Regions from separate parts of the Mus musculus genome. Here regions 1, 2, 3, 4, 5 and 6 are each linked to region 7. The links are chromatin contacts, called in public HiChIP or PLAC-seq and promoter capture Hi-C maps. All regions are on one chromosome and are shown on one strand. The core of a region is the stretch at or near the end of the contact, and the rest is flanking DNA. Distances in the headings are between cores, read along the strand shown. Region 1 holds the start of Il4ra (interleukin 4 receptor, alpha). Region 2 holds the start of Itgal (integrin alpha L). Region 3 holds the start of Kif22 (kinesin family member 22). Region 4 holds the start of Nsmce1 (NSE1 homolog, SMC5-SMC6 complex component). Region 5 holds the start of E430018J23Rik (RIKEN cDNA E430018J23 gene). Region 6 holds the start of Cd2bp2 (CD2 cytoplasmic tail binding protein 2). Region 7 holds the start of Rabep2 (rabaptin, RAB GTPase binding effector protein 2).

Region 1 (2,700 bases), core at 11-2,510, 880 kb before region 7:
GTCACTTAGGAAGTCTGGGACTGTGGAGGGAATATAAGCTTCCTGCTATTGTCTGTCTTCTTGGCCAGTATCCTTGGCTCTGTCCTGACATCAACTTAGATACATAGAAAGGTTTTTTGAAAGAGGAGTGCTAAGAATTCCCATCATTGTGCCCCTGAACATTTTCAAATGCCTTCCCTGACCACATGTGTGCTGGCCTTCCTGCTGCTTTCCGGTCTGTCAGCACTGTCTAGATTCTGATTTCACAACCAGGCACGCAGGCTCCAGCCCAGCTGCTTTCTCGGCCTAGTTCTGCTGAGCTTCTCTGAGCACCTGAGCCAAGCAGGGCTGGTCCCAAGCACCATCACAGGCCAGCCTGTTTCTGTCACATATCGATGTATCTCACATAGTCCCCTCTCCCCTGGGCAAGGGTCATACAATCCAGTCACATGAAGACAAGTGGCCAGCCAGGAGGGATCAAAAGATGGCTTGCAGACTCAGAAGACAGCAAGATGTGGTGGCTTGTATCTGCAATCCTACTTGGGAGGCTGAGACAGGATTACTGTGACTTCAAGTTCAGACTGTGCTACAATATGACAGCCAAAGCTGTATAGCAAGATCCTGTCACAAGAAGCAAAAAACTAAGCCAACCCAATCCATAATGCTCAAAACAGGATGGCAAGCCCATGGGATGGCTTAGCTAGCAAAGGCAAGGCTGGTCACAGTTGCGCTGCTGTGGGCGAGAGAACAACTTCGTGATGTCAGTTCTTTCTTTTCACTTTTGCGTGGTTTCTAGGGATAGATCTTGCACTCTCAGGCTTGCGGGCCATCTCATCAACCCTTAAGCAAGTTTCCTAACAGATCCATGCCTCAGCTTCTTCATCTGAAAAGGGATAGTTGCGCATGACTCCCTCTTGGTAGTAGCAGCAAGGTTCCTGCCTGAACCTAGCAGGAGACACTCGCTCTTAATTGATGAGTTGTTTTGCTTTCTGGCACAGACGCTGAGTAAACATTGGGAAAATGAGCAACAGCCGCAAACACAAGCCAAGCTGGTCTGTAGGGAAAGGGCAAAGATTCGAGTCCCGCAGTCGTGGGACTTAAAAGCTGGAGCTCTGGACAGCTGCGGACGCGTGGGGTGGGGCATGCAAATAAGCCAGCGATCAGGCAAAGTCCGGAGGACTGCGGGTGAAAATGAGCTGGGTGAGGGGCGGGGCATGTAAATGACCGTGCACGGGGTGGGGCGTCGCATGTAAATAAGGGACACCAGGCGGCGTAGGAAGCGGGGCGAGGTCCTTCTCGCAGGAAAGCCCCGCGCGGCGCGTGGAGCCTGAACTCGCAGGTAGGAACGGGCGGTGGGGAAGCCTGGGGACCGGGCAGTGGTGGCTACAGAACCGATCTGGCCTGAAACCAGAGCCCGCGGAACCTGGGGTGGGCATGGGGCTGCTGGGCTCCTCGCTCAGCCAGGGTCGGCTGCCTTCGGGCGCGGGTCAAGCAAGTAGACAACTCACGCGCTAGAACTCAGGGAGCCTCGGCGGTCCGGTCCCCACAAAGACGTCCTAGGGATCTTTGTGTAGAAGCCCGGACTACCAGGCTCCTCCCAGGTTCCGGTTCAGTAACCCAGAAACCTGACTATTGTGGCAAACTGGACGTTGTATAAGCCAGCTAGTCTGTGATTCCGTCTGCCCCCAAGCCAGCACTCCTGGGTCCTGCCCTTCTCCAGCCCTTTGGGAGGTGTGAGGCTCAATGTGGCCTTCCTTCTACAGGTGGTCTTTTGAGAGTCTGGGGGCATTTGCTGGGACATTTGTCCCATCCTAAAGTCTTATGGGGAAACTGAGACTTGAGAATATGTTTGGCCAGAAGAGAGTAATGGGATTCCACAGTCCTGGTAAGGCCTCTAGGAATCAGCCAGGGAAGTCATGACCGCTTAAGGGGACATTGAGGCAGAGAGGGGAGGTGACCACTGTGTGTGTGTTCCCCAGCTCGTCTGTGCTCTGCTTGCTGTTTTAGGCTGTGCTCTCTGACTGAGGGATAGACACACAAGACAGGGAGTGTATTGGGCAAGCAGGGCACCTCTTCCTTGGGCAGTACAGCTCCTGAGTCAGTTTGGGGTGTGGGAGAACACTTTGGCAGGTCGAGAATCAGAGACAAGAGAAGGCATGCTGAACTGTGGGTACAGCATGGGCAAAAACTAGAAGGTGGGACGGCTCCGTGTGCCACCTCGCTGACATAAGAGGGGCTAGATATGTGGAAAGGGAGACAGCGCTGCAGGAGCCCCTGAATTCCTTGCTTTGAGGCTCAGGGAAGTCGTAGGAAGGATTCGTAGTCCTGGCCCTGCTCCTGGATCTTCAGGGTAAGGATGGGGAAACCCAAGTGAGTCGCCCAAATGATCACACACTGGTAATTGGGCAAGGTTGTGACCATCTGAGGGTTTGCAGTATTTGGGCTGTGCTGGGGTCTTAATACAGTGCCATCCCAGACTGGGGAGGGCCAGGTGGCCAGGGAGACTGTCCCTGAGGCAGGCACAATGACTGCCACAATCGGGGATGAAAGAAGAGAATGCTTGCATTCACCCACGCCACACCCTACTTTTCTGCCTTTGGGGGCTGGGGCTGGGACCTAGCTGGGGTACACACTCACACTTGGCATGTGTACAAAGGAGCTTGCCACGGTCCCCATGGCACAGGAGGCCCACATGGCAAGTGAGGCGTGGAGGTTGAAAGC
Region 2 (2,700 bases), core at 187-2,686, 870 kb after region 7:
AGCAGGGAACACATGTGAAGGGCAGAAGACAACCTTGACCTTTATGTGGGCTCTTTGGGTGGAGCTAACACCTCAAATTCTTTTTTTATTTCTTTTCTTAAAAAAAAAAAAACATCCCATGGGCCCAGTGATTTTTTTTTTTAAGAAAAGAAATAAAAAAAGAATCCCTCAAAAGTTGTCTTTTTAAAGTTGTTATCGAGTTGTCTTTGTGTCCTGAGTTCTTTTTCTTTTTTTTTTTTGTTTTTTGTTTTTTGTTTTTTTGAGACAGGTTTCTCTGTATAGCCCTGGCTGTCCTGGAACTCACTTTGTTGACCAGGCTGGCCTCGAACTCAGAAATCCGCCTGCCTCTGCCTCCTGAGTGCTGGGATTAAAGGTGTGCGCCACCACGCCTGGCTTCTTTTTCTTTTTTTTTTTTTTTAAGAAACAAAATTAGGGGCTGGTGAGATGGCTCAGTGGGTAAGAGCACCCAACTGTTCTTCCGAAGGTCCAGAGTTCAAATCCCAGCAACCACATGGTGGCTCACAACCATCTGTAACAAGATCTGACTCCCTCTTCTGGAGTGTCTGAAGACAGCTACAGTGTACTTACATATAATAAATAAATAAATCTTTAAAAAAAAAAAAAAAAAAGAAACAAAATTAACCAAATGGTAGTAGTGCATGCATACCAGTAATCCCAGAGGTAAGCAGATCTCAGATCTCTGAGTTCAAGACTAGCCTGGTCTACAGAGTAAGTTCCAGGGTGGCCAGGGCTACGCAGAGAAACCCTGTCTTGGGAAAAAAAAATGTGAAAAAAAGAAAAGGAGGAGGAGGAGGAGGAGAAGGAGAAGGGAAGGAAGGGAAAAGGAGAGGAGAGGAGAGGAGAGGAGAGGAGAGGAGAGGAGAGGAGAGGAGAGGGAGAGGAGAGGAGAGGAGAGGAGAGGAGAGGAAGAAAAGAGAAGAGAAGAGAAGAGAAGAGAAGAGAAGAGAAGAGAAGAGAAGAAAAGAAAAGAAAAGAAAAGAAAAGAAAAGAAAAGAAAAGAAAAGAAAAAAGAAATTAGCTCTGAAGCCTGCAGCTCTGTGGCTTGCTCCAGGCTCTCTTTTCTGCATGCATCCTTTTGTCACCCACAATCTTCCTGTGTGGTTCAAGCAGGGACGGTTTAGGGATGCTTCCTGAGCAACCCTCTATCTGGCTTGTTTGTTTGTTTGTTTGTTGTTTTAGATAATATAATTACAGCACTTCTCCCCTCCCCCCCCCTTACCCCTCCCTCCCCCGAGTCTACTCCCTACTCCCTTCTATCAGGCTTTGAAGAATCTTCCGGGGCCTGGTGTGAGAGCGGAGGTTGCCTAGCTGAAGTGGCAGTAATTTAACCGCCTTGCTGTCTGCTCTTGGATGATGTGAAAATGCAAGTAGGCACAGGAAATGTATCTAACCTGCTTATACTTCCTCTCTGAACAGAGAGGTTTCACAACCCGGACAGGAGCGCACCCCCTCCTTCCACCCCCACCCAGTGTCATCAGCCTGGCAGCCCTGAGAAAGTTCCACTGGAAGGGGCCCCATGCAAGAGAAGCCACCATTTCCCTCTTCCTCCCGGGTCTAGGTTGCCAGCAAATCTCAAGAGCTCTCTGAGATCGAGTCCGGACCCACAGGTCCCTCCTAAGCGCAGATGAGTTTCCGGATTGCGGGCCCCAGACTTTTGCTACTGGGACTCCAGCTGTTTGGTAGGAAATCCAGGAGGGAGGGGAAAGGGACGTTGTCTGTGACAGGGGAAACCAGAAGGCTCTGTAGAGCCAAAGAAGATGAGGAGCCACTCCAGGGGATGGACGGTATAGGTGATGTGGGACCCAGGAATCCCGGAGAGAGAAGAGGGAACCTACACAAACTTGAAGCATGATATCGAAGGGCGTGGAAGGAAGAGCGGGTGGGAGGTGGAGTGAGCCTTCACGTGTTTAGGTAGATGGTTGGAAGGACTCAGGATGGGAGAAGGCTGGGTTAGGTTTCTACTCCACCTCCTTTGTATTATGTCTGCTTGGGAGTTTTGGGCACCTGAAGGGAGGTGAAGAGGGTACCCTCATCTCTGATATCCAGGACACAAGGTGCTATAAGTCTTTCTGTAAGGAAAGTTGGACCAGAAAAGGACAGTTTAGAGGCTGCAGAGGGCACTCTAGCTGCCTAAGATGGGGGAGGGGCGGTGTTGGATTTTAAAAGGTCGGGAGATACCTATGTCTGGTGGGTAGAGTTGGGAAACTTAAGTCACCTGCTGGGTTCTGGGTATGGTGACTCCATGAGGCTGGTCACTTCTCAGGTGCTGGGATGCAAGGTGCCCAGAGAAGCGCAGTCAGTGTGGCAGCCATGGGGCCTCAGGGCAGACTCTTCCCAGTCCCTGCCTGGGAACTTGGTCATTCTATGCCTGGAGGCCCCCTCCCTGGCTTCTTTCTCATGGGCCTCCGCCTTCTTACCCTTCCTTCTTTCCCAATAGGTCCAAGGGGAAGTTGAGTCCTCTGGGTCTGGGAGGAGTTACCCTGGGAGACAGACTGTGTAGTCTCCTAGTCTCTAGTCCAGGCCTCAGAGGGAAAGTCCTGGCGCCACCAGTCTGTGCTTGGGTGTAGGCAGCCTCAGAGCATGAGTGGGTTTGGAGGAACAGGCCTCAGAGGCAGCACTAGTCTGTGTCTGTGTGTCTGTGTGTGTGGGGGGGGTCTGTGTGTGTGGGGTGTGTGTGTG
Region 3 (2,700 bases), core at 172-2,671, 610 kb after region 7:
CTTCTCTTATTTTGGTTTTTCCAGACAGGGTTTCTCTGTGTAGCCCTGGCTGTCCTGGAACCCACTCTGTAGACCAGGCTGGCCTTGAACTGAGATCCACCTGCCTCTGCCTCTTGAGTTCTGGGATTAAAGGTGTGCGCCACCACTCAGCTTCCAATTACCATTTCTTAATAAAGATTTCTCAAAATACCCAAAGGTTTGTTTCAGATTCTACACTACAAGTTTATGCTTTTCTACCAATGTATTTCCTCATACTACATTTGTTTATGGGACTATTTGAAAATGATTGTAATTTCTTGGAAAGGGCTAACAGTCTTTCAGCACTTTAACGTTTACTACATACCAAGCACCCTGGGTCTCAGAGTCTGTATTCGGACATAACTGTCAAGGGCAGAGGCATTACAGTGTAACTACCTGAGTGTGAATTTAGATTCCCAATATTTACTAGTTGTGCTATCTTGAAGAAGCTATCTACCCCATTTATGCCTGCTTCCTCTTGTCAAAACACAAGTACAGGGGGCTGGTGAGCCTTAGAAATTGAGTGCCTATTAGTTTTCTAGAGGTTCTGAGTTTGGTTCCCAGGGTCCACATCTGGTGGCTCACAGCTGCCAGTAACTCCAGCTTTAGAGGGTCCAACACTTCTGGCTTCTGCGGAGATCCACACATAGGTGGCACACATTGATAAAATTAAAGCTTTTTGTTAAAGACAGGGCATTAACAGTCATGACCTCAGAGCTCTGTACAACATTAAACGGTTCATCACAAAATGCTTGCAGCACTGCCTGGCTGAGGCGTTCTCCTAAAGGTCTGCCTCCCCCAAAGCCAAACAAACAGGCCAGATTTCGGCCTATAGAAAGAGGAAAGACACGCATACGCAAATCGTCTTAGGAAAGATTTGGAATCTCCTGGCAGCCAGCCTTTTCACCAGGAAAACAGCATCCGGTTCCAAGGCTGGAGGGAAAGGATTTTCCTTTGCCGTGTGATCTCACACAGCCTTCAGTCGGAGTGGGATCTCTGAACAGACAGACAGACAGACAGACAGATAAAGAGGCTCTTCGCTGCTCAGTCTTTACAGACGGGTGGCTGCCCGGCTTTACAGATGACACAAATTGAAGCGCACACATTAGCGCTCAGGCTCTAGACAGGAGCTGGAGCCTCGGCAGGGTCTCAACCCCCTCTACACCGCCGAAGGCAGCGAATAGAGGACAGGGTGCGGTGGCGCCCACCTCCACGCCCGCCAGCCAGCGTCCCCTCGCCCTTCCGCCCCGCGCCGGCTGGATTTTCCGGGACCACTGCTACTCTGTAAGTCTCACGCAGTGGTGCTCCCTCCTCCCGGCCCGCGTACCTGAGGTGGCCGACGCCATCTCCCGTCGCTGCGGACACGTCTTAGCCCTTAAGCTCATAGCCTTCCCTTCTTCGGCCCGCTTCTCTCTTTTGAATTACCGGGGCCCCGCCTCCCTCTCAGATTCGACCAATCGCAGCTACGTGCCGCCGGAAGTTTCGGTTCTAATTTACCGTAATTCCGCCGTCTCGGGCTCACTTCCGGTCTCGAAAGCAAAATATTCCCAGGGATAGGGCCCTGGAGTCTGTCACTAAATGGTCAGTAACTGAGGTCCCTGCACTTTCAGGCTTTTGAATTGCCAGGTTGGAATTGGCTAAATGCAGACTTTCGCCCGACTTTTCCTTCTCAGCTTTTCTTCTGAAAGCACTTGATTGATTCTATATTCAAAGTTCCCAGCTCTGAATACAATTTTTGCCTTTTGGAGCGGACAGAATCTCTTTGTAGCCCTGGCTGTCCTGGTGTGAGAAGGCAAAAAGTTCCTCTTTGAACTTGACTCCCCCACCACCACCCCTTTTTTTTTTCTTACTGTGGGAAAGTTCCCAGCCCTGTTTTAGAATCTTGGGACAAAATGCCCCCAGCTAATTGCATGCGTTTGGCTTCTGTTAAACTGCTTGCTTTCCTTTGCCCTGCAACTGCCAAACAGGATGTAGTTTTTGTGTGCTCTTTACCTTTAAAAGCTTCTGTAAAATGCAGTTGAGACTGCTTTGTGAGGAGTTTCTTTCCAGGAATTTTCTAGCGACTTAATACAGATTGTCAAACCAGACTTTGGTGGTCTTTGGGTCTCTAACTAGCAACATTGTAACTCACTATGTAGACCAGGCTGGGTTTAAACTAACAAAGACCTGCGCTCTTCTGCCCTGGAAGCTGCAACACTTTGCCATCTAACCATGAAGGACCACAGTGAGACAGATTATCTTTAGGTAGCCCTGGCTGTCCCAGAATGGTGTAGACTAAACTGGACTCAAACTCACAGAGACCTGTCTGTCTTTGCCTTCCTGGTGCTGGGACTAAAGACAGGAATCAAAGTTGTGTGTCACTACACCCAGCTAAATTCAAAGATATTGACTAGCACAATTTACAGGTCTAGAATGAGACGGCATTTCACACAATCAAGAACTGATTGGTCACAGTCTAGTGACTTAAGGTTAACTTCATTACCATGGAAATGGAAACTGGACTGTTTGACATTTTGGTTATTACTTCTAAATTCTTTTTTTTTTTTTTTCCTTTCTTTTTCTTCTTCGAGACAGGATTTCCTCTGTATAGCCCTGGCTGTCCTGAAACTCACTCTGTAGACCAGGCTGACCTTGAACTCAGAAATCTGCCTGCTTCTGCTTCCAAAATGCTGGGATTAAAGG
Region 4 (2,700 bases), core at 98-2,597, 940 kb before region 7:
GCTGGGGGTATGGAATAATACGTTTCTTAATCTGGTGGTGCTACACCTGAGGTGTTCATTTTATCTTCATAAGTATGTTACAAAACAAAAATACTTAAAGACAACTTAAATATTAATTAGAGAAGAGTGGTACAGAAAAAGTTCAAATGGTGTGATGTGGGGAAAGGGGTCAGAAAATGGGTGTGGAACCGATCACAGGAGCCATGCTTGTTTGTGGCTAGGATGGCAACTATCTGCAATGAGGGACTCTGCAGAGAGGATTAACCATAGATAGGTGCAGCCCACTCAAAGGACTTTAAAACCAAGGCGTTTACAGAATAAGCAATGCTTGGGTACAGCATGGGTGGCCTGTGCTAGGCAGTGTTAATCCGCTGATGGCACAGCCTGGTTTGAAACGCACCAGAACCTCATGAGGAACAGTGTTCCCCAGGAGGGAGCTGGGGCTACAAAGGTACACAAGTGATGGCGATAGTGACGGACAGTACTGCAAAAGCAGTTTCTTTTAAGGCACTGCCAGTCCCAACCGTGGTTGCTGGGCAGTGGTGGTGTACACCTTTAATCTCATCACATGGGAGATAGAGGCAGGCAGATCTGAGTTCAAGGCCAACCTAATTTACAGAGTGAATTCCAGGACAACCACGGCAATAAAGAGAAAACCTGTCTAGAAAACATAACCACAGATGATTAGATAGATTGCTTAGATAGGTAGGTAGATGATAGGCAGACAGACAGAACAAACCATGATCTAGGTTCCTTCTCTAGACTTCTCCAGTCTTGGTCTGGGTTAGAGGTGTTATTTATGGTTATCAGTACGAAATGCAACAAAACACAGAGCACAGGAATCCTATACTTTTCCAAAATCGGACAAACGGATGATTCTGAACACATTTAGCCTCAGGCTTTCAAATGCTGGCTCCACAAACAAAACAAAAAGGGGGGGGGGGAGTGGGGAGGCGGGGCACGCAAGGGGAGGGTGTGGTCGTTTTGAACAGAAGGGTACAAGTGGCTGTCACCAAACAGTGTCAGTGACAAGGCACACTTTCTCCGCCTGACCCATCAGGCGATCGGGAGTCAGGAGCTACAGGAGTTCCAGGTCAGCCTAGGCTACATGGTGAGAGCATGTCTCGAAAAGACAATTTTTTAAAATTTAAATTAACAAATAAACAACTTATGTTGTTATAGAGCTGTTCCAACCCCTGCCTTTTGCGGGCTTCAATATCTCGTCAGCGCCAAAGCCCGCGCCGACCCCATGGTCGATCCCGTTGCCCACAGATGCCCGCTCTGGTCCCCGCAGCACCCCAAAGCCTTCATACGTACCGCAAACCAGCGAGATCACGCCGGAAGCCATATCGGAGCCCGCCTCCAGGGCGGAGAGATCGCCAGACTGGAGCTCCTACTGGTGGGCTACGCGCATTCTCCCGCTCACCAGCGGAGTACTTCCGTTTTCCCCGCCCGCTCTGTTGCTATGGCGCCTTGGCACCTGTGAGCCGCCTTCTGAGCTACGCGGTTTCCCGCGCGGTTTTCGTACTTCCCGGAACGGCTTCCGCCGCCCCCGCCTCTCGCTCGCTGGAGGAGAACCCACGGCGGGACGATCCACGGCCCACGGCCTGTGTCGTAGTAAAACTACTGCAGGCTTTAGACTGGAGACGAAGAATGGCTTTTGTTTTCCTGTGGCCTGAGCTAGAAACTTGGCTCTGCCGCTACTGGTTGAGCGGTGACCTTTCATGGAGCTACTAAGTGGAGTTAAAACAGCCGGTTCTGGGGTCCGCGAGCGTAATCTGTAAAGTGCTTGCTGCCCAGGCAAAGAGAGACCTTGTATCAAAAAACAAAGTGGAGGCCTTCCGAGGAACCACATCTTGCGTAGACCTCTGGCACACACACACAGAGGAAAAAGCATAAGAGACGATCTCACACACACACACACACCAGTCCTGAATACGAGATTTAAAAGAACTAATTGTTCCTATGCAGCACACACACACAGAGGAAAAAGCATAAGAGACGATCACACACACACACAGAGGAAAAAGCATAAGAGACGATCACACACACACACCAGTCCTGAATAAGAGATTTAAAAGAACTAATTGTTCCTATGCAGGTGACCCCTCTGGCCTGCTCTCAGGGACCTAGCGGCTGCTTAAGTCTTCACCCAGGTGCGTGTTGTGGAGAAAAGGCCTCCACCCCAGCCATCCTAGGACTCTCTTCTCTGTCGCTCTGCCTTCTGTTTCTCTTTTGCTAGGCTCTTTTTCTCCGGGTCTCATGGCGACTTCTTTGGCCTCGTTCTCTGAGACCGTTGAAACTGCCCGAGAGTTGCTCCCGGTAAACCTGCTTTTATATTTTTAATTCAGCATGATCTGGCTTATTACGTCAGCGGAGACATTTACTACCTGGGGCAGAAACTTTTTACTAATGTGCAGGGAAAACTAGGACGGCCGCCGAGAAGTGTGGTGTGGTACTGCCTTAGCCACTCTCATCTAAGAATTGTGAGGCCTGATGAAATTGCCACAAGGGTAACTTCAAAGAAATCACTTCTGCCTGCTCAAGGCTTTTCCTTTCCGAGAATTCCAGATGCACGTCTCAGAGCTGGAAATGCAGCCTCGCCCAGGAAAAGTGACTAATTATACAACCGTACGAAGTGCACAGTCCAATCTCTGAAAACATACATGGCCTCTCACCACCCCTGGAGTCTTGGACAGC
Region 5 (2,700 bases), core at 123-2,622, 960 kb after region 7:
TGTACAGGTGCTCCACCAGTTTGGACTGGTGGGCAAAACTCTTCCCACACACATGGCACCCATGACGCTGGTCTGCTTTTAGGATAGGGTTGTGCACCGCAACAGTGGGGTGCCCCTGCTGAGAGTTCTTGAAAAGCAGCTCCAAGTTGCAAGAAGGGGAAGCAAAGGAGGGGCGTGGCTCCATAGGCCCAGCTTCTGGAGAAAGTATCTTCTTGGTTGCCTTGGTCTCTTCCCTTGGTCTCTTCCCTTCCTTCTCGTGCCTGCAATCTGCTGGGAGACCATGACAAAGCTCAGACTCTGACTCTACTGCCCCTCGATTCCCACAGCCCCACATGGAAACAGGGCACAGGAGGGGAGAGGCCACAGCATCTGAGCATGCGTGGTGCACAGATGTCCAGATGCAGCATAAAGAAAGGTGTCTGTGTGGTCCCCATTCCCAAGTGCAGTGAGCTAAGCACTTGTCAGAGGTGGACAGCAAGAACTGAAGGAGACTCCAGAACGCAGTCACAGAGATGGCAGCAGAGGAGTGGGAACGAGGGGCTACAACCTATACAGCCTAGTGACCCTGTAGATATGAGGTGAGAGCACTGGACAGAACCCTTTTCAGATGAATCCAGGGGCCAGCCATCATGGCTTTGGCCAAGAAACAGAAAAACAGGGAAGAAACTGCCAGGCAGTAAGTGCAGTCACTAGAAGACACCACACAGGCTGGCAACACAGAAGTTTCCCCAGGCAAGTACCCAGTCCTTCACCTGAGTGGACTTCTGTCCTGCACATGGCCACCTCTGGCTCCTGGGCACCGGGTCCCCACACTTCGGACTCTTCCTCCACCCAGCAGATGAGCGCTGGTTTGTCGCCCCCGACTTCTGGAGGGAAAGATAGCAAACCCCACGAGTCAGGTCGACCCACTTGTTACGACCACCCGTACCCAGGGAACTCCGATCCACCGCATGACCCACAGTGTCAAGGGCTACGCGAACCCAGGCGGCCAGGAAGGTTCTCACCCAGAGAGGCCAGGAGACCATAGGTCTCGCGCATCACCTCTCGGTACAGGGTTCTCTGCGCCGGCCGCAGACACCTCCACTCCTCCGGGGAGAAGTACACGGCCACGTCCGCGAAGCTCACAGTCCCAGGCTTAAGGAATGCAGGCCAAGCGGAGGCCCTTTCCGGGGCCATCCGCGGCGCCATGGGGACTCCCCGCACTGTTCCGTGATCTGCCTGGCGTCCCCTGGATCGCCTGCCAGATCCTAGGTTGCCGCGGTGGGGTACCAGGGCTGAGAAAGGACATATATCAGGTCCGTGAGCACCCTAATGTAGGTGAAAATTGAAGATTCCTAGAAGCAGGTACAGATGCAAGACGTGGTGATGAACTCATAGAAATGGTAGCAGTATTTGTGCATAAACGTGTGGGGGCGGGGCGGGGCGGGGCGGGGCGGGGAGTAACAAGAACCTTGATCCCTGGGGTCCCGCCCAAGGTTACGTCACCGGATTTCCTGGGTCATTGTTTTCTAGCCCTCATCCAAAATGGCCAAAGTGTCTACAAGTGCCAATCTAAGACCAAGACTGAAGTGGACGTGCCTATGTGGGCGGGGACTCCAGGACCGCGAGTATCGTGCAGTTGAGGAATGGTACAGATTCTGTGTGTTCACACCACTCTCAAGTTAAGCTAGGTGGAAGCAGTCTGTGAATTTTGGGTTGGGGTAGAATCTGAGAAAACTCATTTCAGAGATAGAAGTTTAAAAATGAAAGCTTTATTTCTGTGCACGCGTATGTAGTGGCCAATTTGGGAGCTGAACAGCATCCCGGAACAGAGCTTATATAACGTTTTCATAGGATGAAAACACAAAGCAAGGGGGACTTGGGTGCACTGTTGCGTTAGTCAGTCTTTCACACAATGGGTTAAGCAAGGAAGTTAACTTTGGTGACTGGACCTCATCAGCGTCACTTTGTTTCAGGTTCCTTGATTTAGCTTTTGCAGCCAGGTCGCATCCTGGACTGGTCTGGAATTTAGAATGATAAGGGAACAATGGAGTGGGCAATCTGCACATTTATGACTTGTGTGCCTTAGTTTAGACAGCAAATAACAGCAACATCCCTCTTTACAGCCTTTACTGGATAACAAACATGAAACACCTAAAGTCACAGGATAGTTGTTAGTTCCAGCCTGGGATCCTGAACCCTGTCAGCAAGATGGAGGTCCAGCAATGGCTGGACTCAGGAATTAACAGGTGTTTGGTGTTTTTCTTCTGGTCAGTGTATTGTGGAGCCCCAGAAAGCCTGTGGCAGGAAGAATATTAATAAGCTAGAAAGTATAGCAGTCTCAGAGGTTGTTTCCACCAGCTTGGTCTACACATCTCAAAGTAGTTGAGAAATACTGTCCTTGACACATGTCTGAGATCATAGAGCTGGTCTTTGATCAGCCAGGACACTCGGAACATTCACGACCTAATCTTCTAAAACTCTACATCTGCCCATCTGGATTTTTTTTCCCCTTCACTTCCAGGAAGGAATTAAAGTTTCTGGGAAGATTGTGAGATTCCCATGAAATATCCAAGAGAGGAATGAGGCCCTACTCACGGTCATATACATCCAGGTTTTCAGTCTGGTTCATTGCTATTTTAATATAAAATACCTACCTATGAAAGGAATCTTGGCTGGGCAGTGGTGGCACACGCCTTTAATCCCAGCACTTGGGAGGCA
Region 6 (2,700 bases), core at 34-2,533, 770 kb after region 7:
GGAAGTAGTTGCCATCAGCATCAAAGTGGCCTTCCTCCATCTCTTCCTGCAGGTTGAAGGGTGTGATCCTCACACCGCCCTCACTAGGGAGAGTAGCTGCTTCCTGACCTGCACCGAAGACATTGGGGGTGGGGCATGCTAGACACGCAAAAGGGAAGCAGGCACACCTCCCACCTCCATCCTGAAGGCTTGTCCCCCCAACTCAGTTAACGCTTCGGACATAGCTCACCTTCTACATCCTCTGAGGCCAGGATATCATATTTGCTGGACCCTTCCTCATCATCATCCTCTTCATCACTGTCTAAAGAGTGCTTGCCTTTGAAGCGGCTCCCAGGACCACCTGCTGCAGCCACAGGGTCCACCAGCTGTGAGGAGGCCGAAGCAAATGAGAAATGCAGCCAACTGGGTAGTTCCCCAGATACTCCAGGATCTGTACACAAATCTTTCCAAACCCAGTGCGCCGGGGAAAACTAACACTTCCTTGGCTTCCCGGCTTTCCTCCCATCAGATTTCTCCTTCTTCTTTCCTCTCAGTCCTCCACGGAAATTCGAAATCTGGCCATCTCACCTTCTTTTTGGGCACACTGATTTCATCTTCACCATCCTCATCTCCAACACCCTGAAAAGTCACTTTCCTCTTTGGCATGATTGGCTGTGGATTTCCTCCAGCTGGACCTCGGAAAAAGATATGTAGTGAGGAAGTGAGGTAAGGAGAGAGGACCGCGGGGGAGTGCAGGGGCCACCAACATTTTTCCTGGTAAATGTGAGCGAGGACAGATCGCTAAAGCATCTGAGAGAACTAGCAGGCACGACGTCCGGGGTTGGTTGGGCAATTCTGAGGCCCGGAGGAGAGGCGATGGGAAGGATCTCCGCCCCCGCGTGGACCCTGCGGGTATTCCCACCCGGGGATGGGGAGTCAGGTTCCCCTACGTCACCACTCCCCTACCAGTCCGGAGCTACCGAACTCAACCACCTCTCCCACCCGAGTGCTCACAGAGGCCGGTCGGACCCAAGAGCTGGAGCTGCCTAGATCCCCGAATACCACGTAGCGACCTGCTCGGCCATGTCCTTGGCGTACAAACTAAAGGCGAAGCAAACCCGCGGGGATTCAAACAATCTTACCCGCCGGTGCTCACCTAGGAACCCAGGGTCAGGCGGGGAAGAAAAGGAAAGATGCTTTCGCCGGTATTACATCCGGGGCACCCGCCTTCATCACCCGGAAAAAAACCGTGGAGACCGGCATAGGACCCGGAAGTGGCTTCACTTCTATTCAAAAAGGGCGGATGCATACCATTAGCCAAGGCCGACTCGCGGCAGGAAGTGACGCAAGACCTGCAAAGACTCGCGTGAACTACGTCCTTGCCTCACGGGACTTGAGGATGGCGGGAAATGTTTTATTATTCCTCTACGATGGAGGCTACAGTGAGGATAAGGACGTGGTGTGCTAAGAGGTTCCCAAGGCCTGGATGGAGAGGCACAGGCCGAACAGAGGCTTCGGGCTTCCGTTTGCATGTATGGATAGGGTTCTGTACGCCTAGTGGCCTTCAGTAGACACCCGGGCTTCCGATCTTAACGCAGTCCCAACACTCGGGAAATTGAAACAGGATTGATTGTCGCGAGATTGACGACAGTCTGGGATACAACATGAGACCGTCTATTTTTAAAGAAAGTCTTGCTCTTCTCTCTGAGTCCTGCTTCTGATTATAAGCGCTCGGGCACCTTCCAAACCAAGCCCTTTTAGAACCCAGGAGTCATTTGCACCATGTCTATTCTCCCACTTAATTCCTAGTTTCTGTAGCGGGACAACCATCACAGGAGGTGCCACTGGCTTCCGTCCGTGGCCTGTAACCAGGCAGAAGCCCATCAGTTACACGAAGCCTACCTCATCCCTTAGCAAACTGCCAAAGGGCTGGGATCCAGCTCCTGCAAAGCTGGGGCCAGGTGAGATCTTCCCCAATAGTGAGGTTTAGATCTGGAGCTCTGGGGAACAACTCAAACCTCAACGCCTCCACCCCCGTCCCCACCCTCGGCTAAATAGCTCCGGTGATCCTACTAGAGTTGGAAGAGGGCAGCCAGATGGACCACGCCTTTCTCCTCCAGGGTTTTCTCCCATTGTGAATCATGAAACTTCACTTCTGTGGGTACAGAACACAAGTTCTAGACCAGGAGGGCATCTTGCTACAGACAGGACCCTGAAGAAAGCAGCTCTCAGCACTGCTGGTTCATCCGGAGGGGGTTTTCTCTACCTGGAGACCACACACCCTGATCCCCTTTCTGCTGAGAAGTGCCAAGTGGAGCTTTACGGCCACAGAAGCCCACACCTTTATCATCCTGACCCGGAGTAGAGGGTGTGTGGCAAAGATCTAGCCACAGAAAACAAGAGCTGCGCAGTTTGGTTGTGTGTACCTGCTGGGATGAACCCCAGGCAGTTAGTCTACCCTAGACGCCCAGGGAACTGCACCAAGCTGCTGACCAAGAACCCAGCCCAATCTAAAGATGGTGGTTTTGCACACACTCTCAGGCCCCTCCTTCAGCTTCCAGGGGGCTGAAGCCATTGGAAAGGCGATCCCAGTCCTGCAAGCTGTGCAGAGGATCCCAGGAGGCCAGTGAGAGTGGGAGCAGCAGAATCCAGGCAAAGCTGAGGAGGAAGGAGCTGGACCACTATGTTTGTTGATGAGAGATGAAGTGAGCGTTTACTGTG
Region 7 (2,700 bases), core at 137-2,636:
CAGAAGCTATCAAAAATGCCAGCTCCTGTCAAAATGGTGGCAGGGAGGAGGCCTTCTCAGCCTGCAGCCATCACAGGAGCTGTCCACTCGGATGCATTTCCTTACCCCCGCCCCCACCTCAGCAGGAGCTGTCCACGGTGGTAACGCCTTTCCTGCCTCGGCCTACACTCTTGGTGAATTACTACAGCAGGAGCTCTCCAGCCTCGCCAGCGGCCCTACAGAGGTGGTGCCTCAGTAAAAGCCGGCTGTGGCCAGGAAGGACTTCCTACCTTAACCCATAGCCTAGATGCAGGAAAAAAGGAAGGCGGGGGGGGGGGGGGGGGGAGTCAACAATCCTTAAGCAGGGAAACCCACCAATCTCTGGGCTTCCCGCAAAACCCCACCAATCCCTGAGCTCCCCAAAGTCAGGACTTGAAATCCCACCAATCCTTAATCTGGAACTCTCTGCCCTGAAAAGCTCCACCCCTAAGAAATCCTATCTAAGCTCTGCCCTCTATTTAATTCCGTGCTGTCTGCTCCTGGGAACAGAGGGCAGCCACCCCTGGATTTGTTCTTCACACCCAGGACCCTCCAATAAATCTCTTTCATGAGATTTTTCAAGGCAGGATCATATCAGCATCCAAGCAGACATTATGCAGAAGGAGCTGAGAGTTCAACATTTTGTTCTGAAGACAGAAGACTGGCTCCCAGGCAGCCGGGGGTGGGGGTCGGGAGGGAGTCTTAAAACCCACACCCACAGTGACATACTTTCTCCAAGAAGGCCATACCCACTCCAACAAAACCACACCTCCAAATAGTGCCACTCCCTGGGCCAAGCATTTTCAAACCACCACAGGCTGTCTGGGGATAATCTGTAGTGGGCTCCCTCTAACACTAAAAGCCCACCAGTAGGCACATAGGAGGAGGAGATAAGGGTTATCTTGCTAGTTCAGGCGTGATGGGTACTACGATTGGGTGTTAGTGCTGGAGAAATGAGGAAGGCATCCTGGTATAAGTACACTGGTGTGCATTCCAAGGAGACCACAAAGAATCAAGGACTTCCAGGTTCAAAGTCTTTTATAGAAAACCGGTTTGGAGGCAGGGGGACCCAGGCTCTGTACTTGTTTGAATTGCTGTGACTCTCCAAAGCGAGAGGTCATACATAATGAGAGATTGACCCAGACCCAGGCTGAAAGATTTACAGCCCTGGGAGTGGAGAAAGAGATTTGCAGGAAGCCATATGAAAATGGGATTGGAGACACGTAGATTTCGCACCTCTGCCACTGACTGCGCCAAGCTTCAGAACGCCAACCCAGCCCTGGCCCGCGGGGCGGAGATGCTGGGCGGGCCGGGCACACTTCGCAGTAACGCGAGTCGGGTTACGGCGGAAGGGCGGCCGGGCGGAGGGAAGGAGGAGGCCGCGCGCAGCGTCCTCTAGGACTAAGACCAGGCGTTCCAGGAGGTGGCCTCGAGTGGAGCCTCAGCAGATCCTCAGCACCAGAGAAGACTACCGCAGACCCGAAGCCCTCGGAGCTTCCAGGGAGCGCGGGAGCGCGGGGGCGGTCCCACGAGGCTGCAAGAAAGGCGGGATCCAGGCCGCGCGTCCACTCGAGTGCAGTCGGCGTCTCTTGACCATCCCGCCCTCCCACCCCCCGCGGCCCCTGCAGAGCCGATCCGGAAACAGCCGAGCGGATCCGGAAACAGCCGAGCGGACCCGGAAGCGGGAGTGCCATCACCAGTGAGTGCGGGAATCCGCCGTTTGGGCTGAGACGATGGCAGCTGCGCCAGCAACCCTAGGTGAGAATCGGGGGCACCGGCGGCCAGGAATCGGTGCGGGAGTTGCGCCGCTGCGCACGTGGGGAGCAGGGGGCTGGGGGCGGAGCCGAATGCGACTGCTGGCGGCAGCCGGCCAGCGCGGAGGCTCGGGAAGGGGGCGGGGCACAGCGCCCACCGGGGTGGGCGTGGCCTACACGGTGGGTGTGTCTGTGGGTGGGGCAGGTAAGGGGGCGAGGCGGGGCCACTGGAAGGGATTGGACGGTCGAGCCAAGTTAGTTGGGACTCCGGGAGGGGCAGGACCAGGGGAATGGGATGAGGTCCTTGTAGATGGAGAGTAGGACTGGGTTACTGGACTGCTGGGTGGCCTGAGGTGTTAGGAGATCGGCAAGCCGTGGGAATAAATCTTGGTCACTGTCCCCCCCACTCCCCGCTCCCCACAGCGCTGGATCCCCAGCCCCAAGAGAAGCAAAAGGATGCATCCGAGTCAAGTGAGCTCAGTCGGCTTCGTGCCGAACTGGCCGGTGCCCTGGCAGAAATGGAAACCATGAAGGCTGTAGCTGAGGTGAGCGAGAGCACCAAGGCGGAGGCAGTGGCTGCAGTGCAGAGACAGTGCCAAGAGGAGGTGGCCTCCCTGCAGGCCATCCTGAAAGGTGAGGCACCCGCTCCCAACACAACCCACCCGACAGCCTGTCTGCCTGCGCCCCTCTAGCAGGGAATGCAGGGCGAGGAGGGCTTCAGATGAGCTTCAGGTAGCTCAACAGAGAAAAGACTGTGTCCCAGAACCTGAGTGCCCCTTTCTATTTTGCAGAGAAACACCACAAGTGTTGTCAGCAACTCTTGTCAGTCACAGCTAAGTGTAGCAATCATCTTTACCCATGATACCCATGGGTATCATTTCTTGTTCTTGCTGACATAAGATCAGCCCAGAATACGAGCCAGAAACTT

Evidence for each region. Promoter capture Hi-C pulls out the DNA fragments that hold promoters and counts their contacts. HiChIP or PLAC-seq counts read pairs in DNA pulled down with a chosen protein or histone mark. Capture Hi-C pulls out chosen DNA fragments and counts their contacts.
Region 1: a contact with region 7 is called in a FOXA1 HiChIP or PLAC-seq map of pancreatic cancer cells. The contact joins the promoter of Il4ra here to the promoter of Rabep2 in region 7. A contact is called at or near these places in 2 of 39 promoter capture datasets (cranial neural crest and frontonasal cranial neural crest) and 1 of 115 datasets of contacts at active chromatin or transcription factors (pancreatic cancer cells).
Region 2: a contact with region 7 is called in a promoter capture Hi-C map of liver, with 2.4 times the contacts expected there. The contact joins the promoter of Itgal here to the promoter of Rabep2 in region 7. A contact is called at or near these places in 5 of 39 promoter capture datasets (cranial neural crest, hippocampal neurons, liver and 1 more).
Region 3: a contact with region 7 is called in a promoter capture Hi-C map of liver, with 2.2 times the contacts expected there. The contact joins the promoter of Kif22 here to the promoter of Rabep2 in region 7. A contact is called at or near these places in 5 of 39 promoter capture datasets (the HPC-7 cell line, hippocampal neurons, liver and 1 more).
Region 4: a contact with region 7 is called in a promoter capture Hi-C map of cranial neural crest. The contact joins the promoter of Nsmce1 here to the promoter of Rabep2 in region 7. A contact is called at or near these places in 3 of 39 promoter capture datasets (the C10 cell line, cranial neural crest and maxillary cranial neural crest).
Region 5: a contact with region 7 is called in a promoter capture Hi-C map of neutrophils, with 4 times the contacts expected there. The contact joins the promoter of E430018J23Rik here to the promoter of Rabep2 in region 7. A contact is called at or near these places in 2 of 39 promoter capture datasets (neutrophils and pre-B cells) and 1 of 9 other capture datasets (liver).
Region 6: a promoter capture Hi-C map of pancreatic islet shows a contact between it and region 7, with 3 times the contacts expected there. The contact joins the promoter of Cd2bp2 here to the promoter of Rabep2 in region 7. A contact is called at or near these places in 5 of 39 promoter capture datasets (the C10 cell line, cranial neural crest, hippocampal neurons and 2 more), 1 of 115 datasets of contacts at active chromatin or transcription factors (bone marrow-derived macrophages) and 2 of 9 other capture datasets (adipose tissue and pancreatic islet).

What each region holds. Positions count from the first base shown.
Region 1 is chr7:125,551,011-125,553,710 of GRCm38.p6, forward strand. It overlaps Il4ra (interleukin 4 receptor, alpha), which reads left to right and starts at 1,261. Exons shown (of 11, transcript NM_001008700.4): 1 at 1,261-1,318.
Region 2 is chr7:127,294,824-127,297,523 of GRCm38.p6, forward strand. Itgal (integrin alpha L) reads left to right here and starts at 1,437. Exons shown (of 31, transcript NM_001253872.1): 1 at 1,437-1,700. The coding sequence starts at 1,646.
Region 3 is chr7:127,040,999-127,043,698 of GRCm38.p6, forward strand. It overlaps Kif22 (kinesin family member 22), which reads right to left and starts at 1,422. Exons shown (of 14, transcript NM_145588.1): 1 at 1,346-1,422. The coding sequence starts at 1,403.
Region 4 is chr7:125,490,096-125,492,795 of GRCm38.p6, forward strand. It overlaps Nsmce1 (NSE1 homolog, SMC5-SMC6 complex component), which reads right to left and starts at 1,348. Exons shown (of 8, transcript NM_026330.4): 1 at 1,318-1,348.
Region 5 is chr7:127,392,249-127,394,948 of GRCm38.p6, forward strand. It overlaps E430018J23Rik (RIKEN cDNA E430018J23 gene), which reads right to left and starts at 1,373. Exons shown (of 3, transcript NM_198011.2): 1 at 1,005-1,373; 2 at 753-866; 3 at 1-267. The coding sequence starts at 1,188. It also overlaps a transcript of Zfp764 not described here.
Region 6 is chr7:127,194,794-127,197,493 of GRCm38.p6, forward strand. It overlaps Cd2bp2 (CD2 cytoplasmic tail binding protein 2), which reads right to left and starts at 1,284. Exons shown (of 7, transcript NM_027353.4): 1 at 1,136-1,284; 2 at 568-668; 3 at 230-365; 4 at 1-108. The coding sequence starts at 645. Tbc1d10b (TBC1 domain family, member 10b) reads right to left here. Exons shown (of 9, transcript NM_144522.5): 9 at 2,666-2,700.
Region 7 is chr7:126,427,381-126,430,080 of GRCm38.p6, forward strand. Rabep2 (rabaptin, RAB GTPase binding effector protein 2) reads left to right here and starts at 1,387. Exons shown (of 13, transcript NM_030566.2): 1 at 1,387-1,776; 2 at 2,196-2,405. The coding sequence starts at 1,752.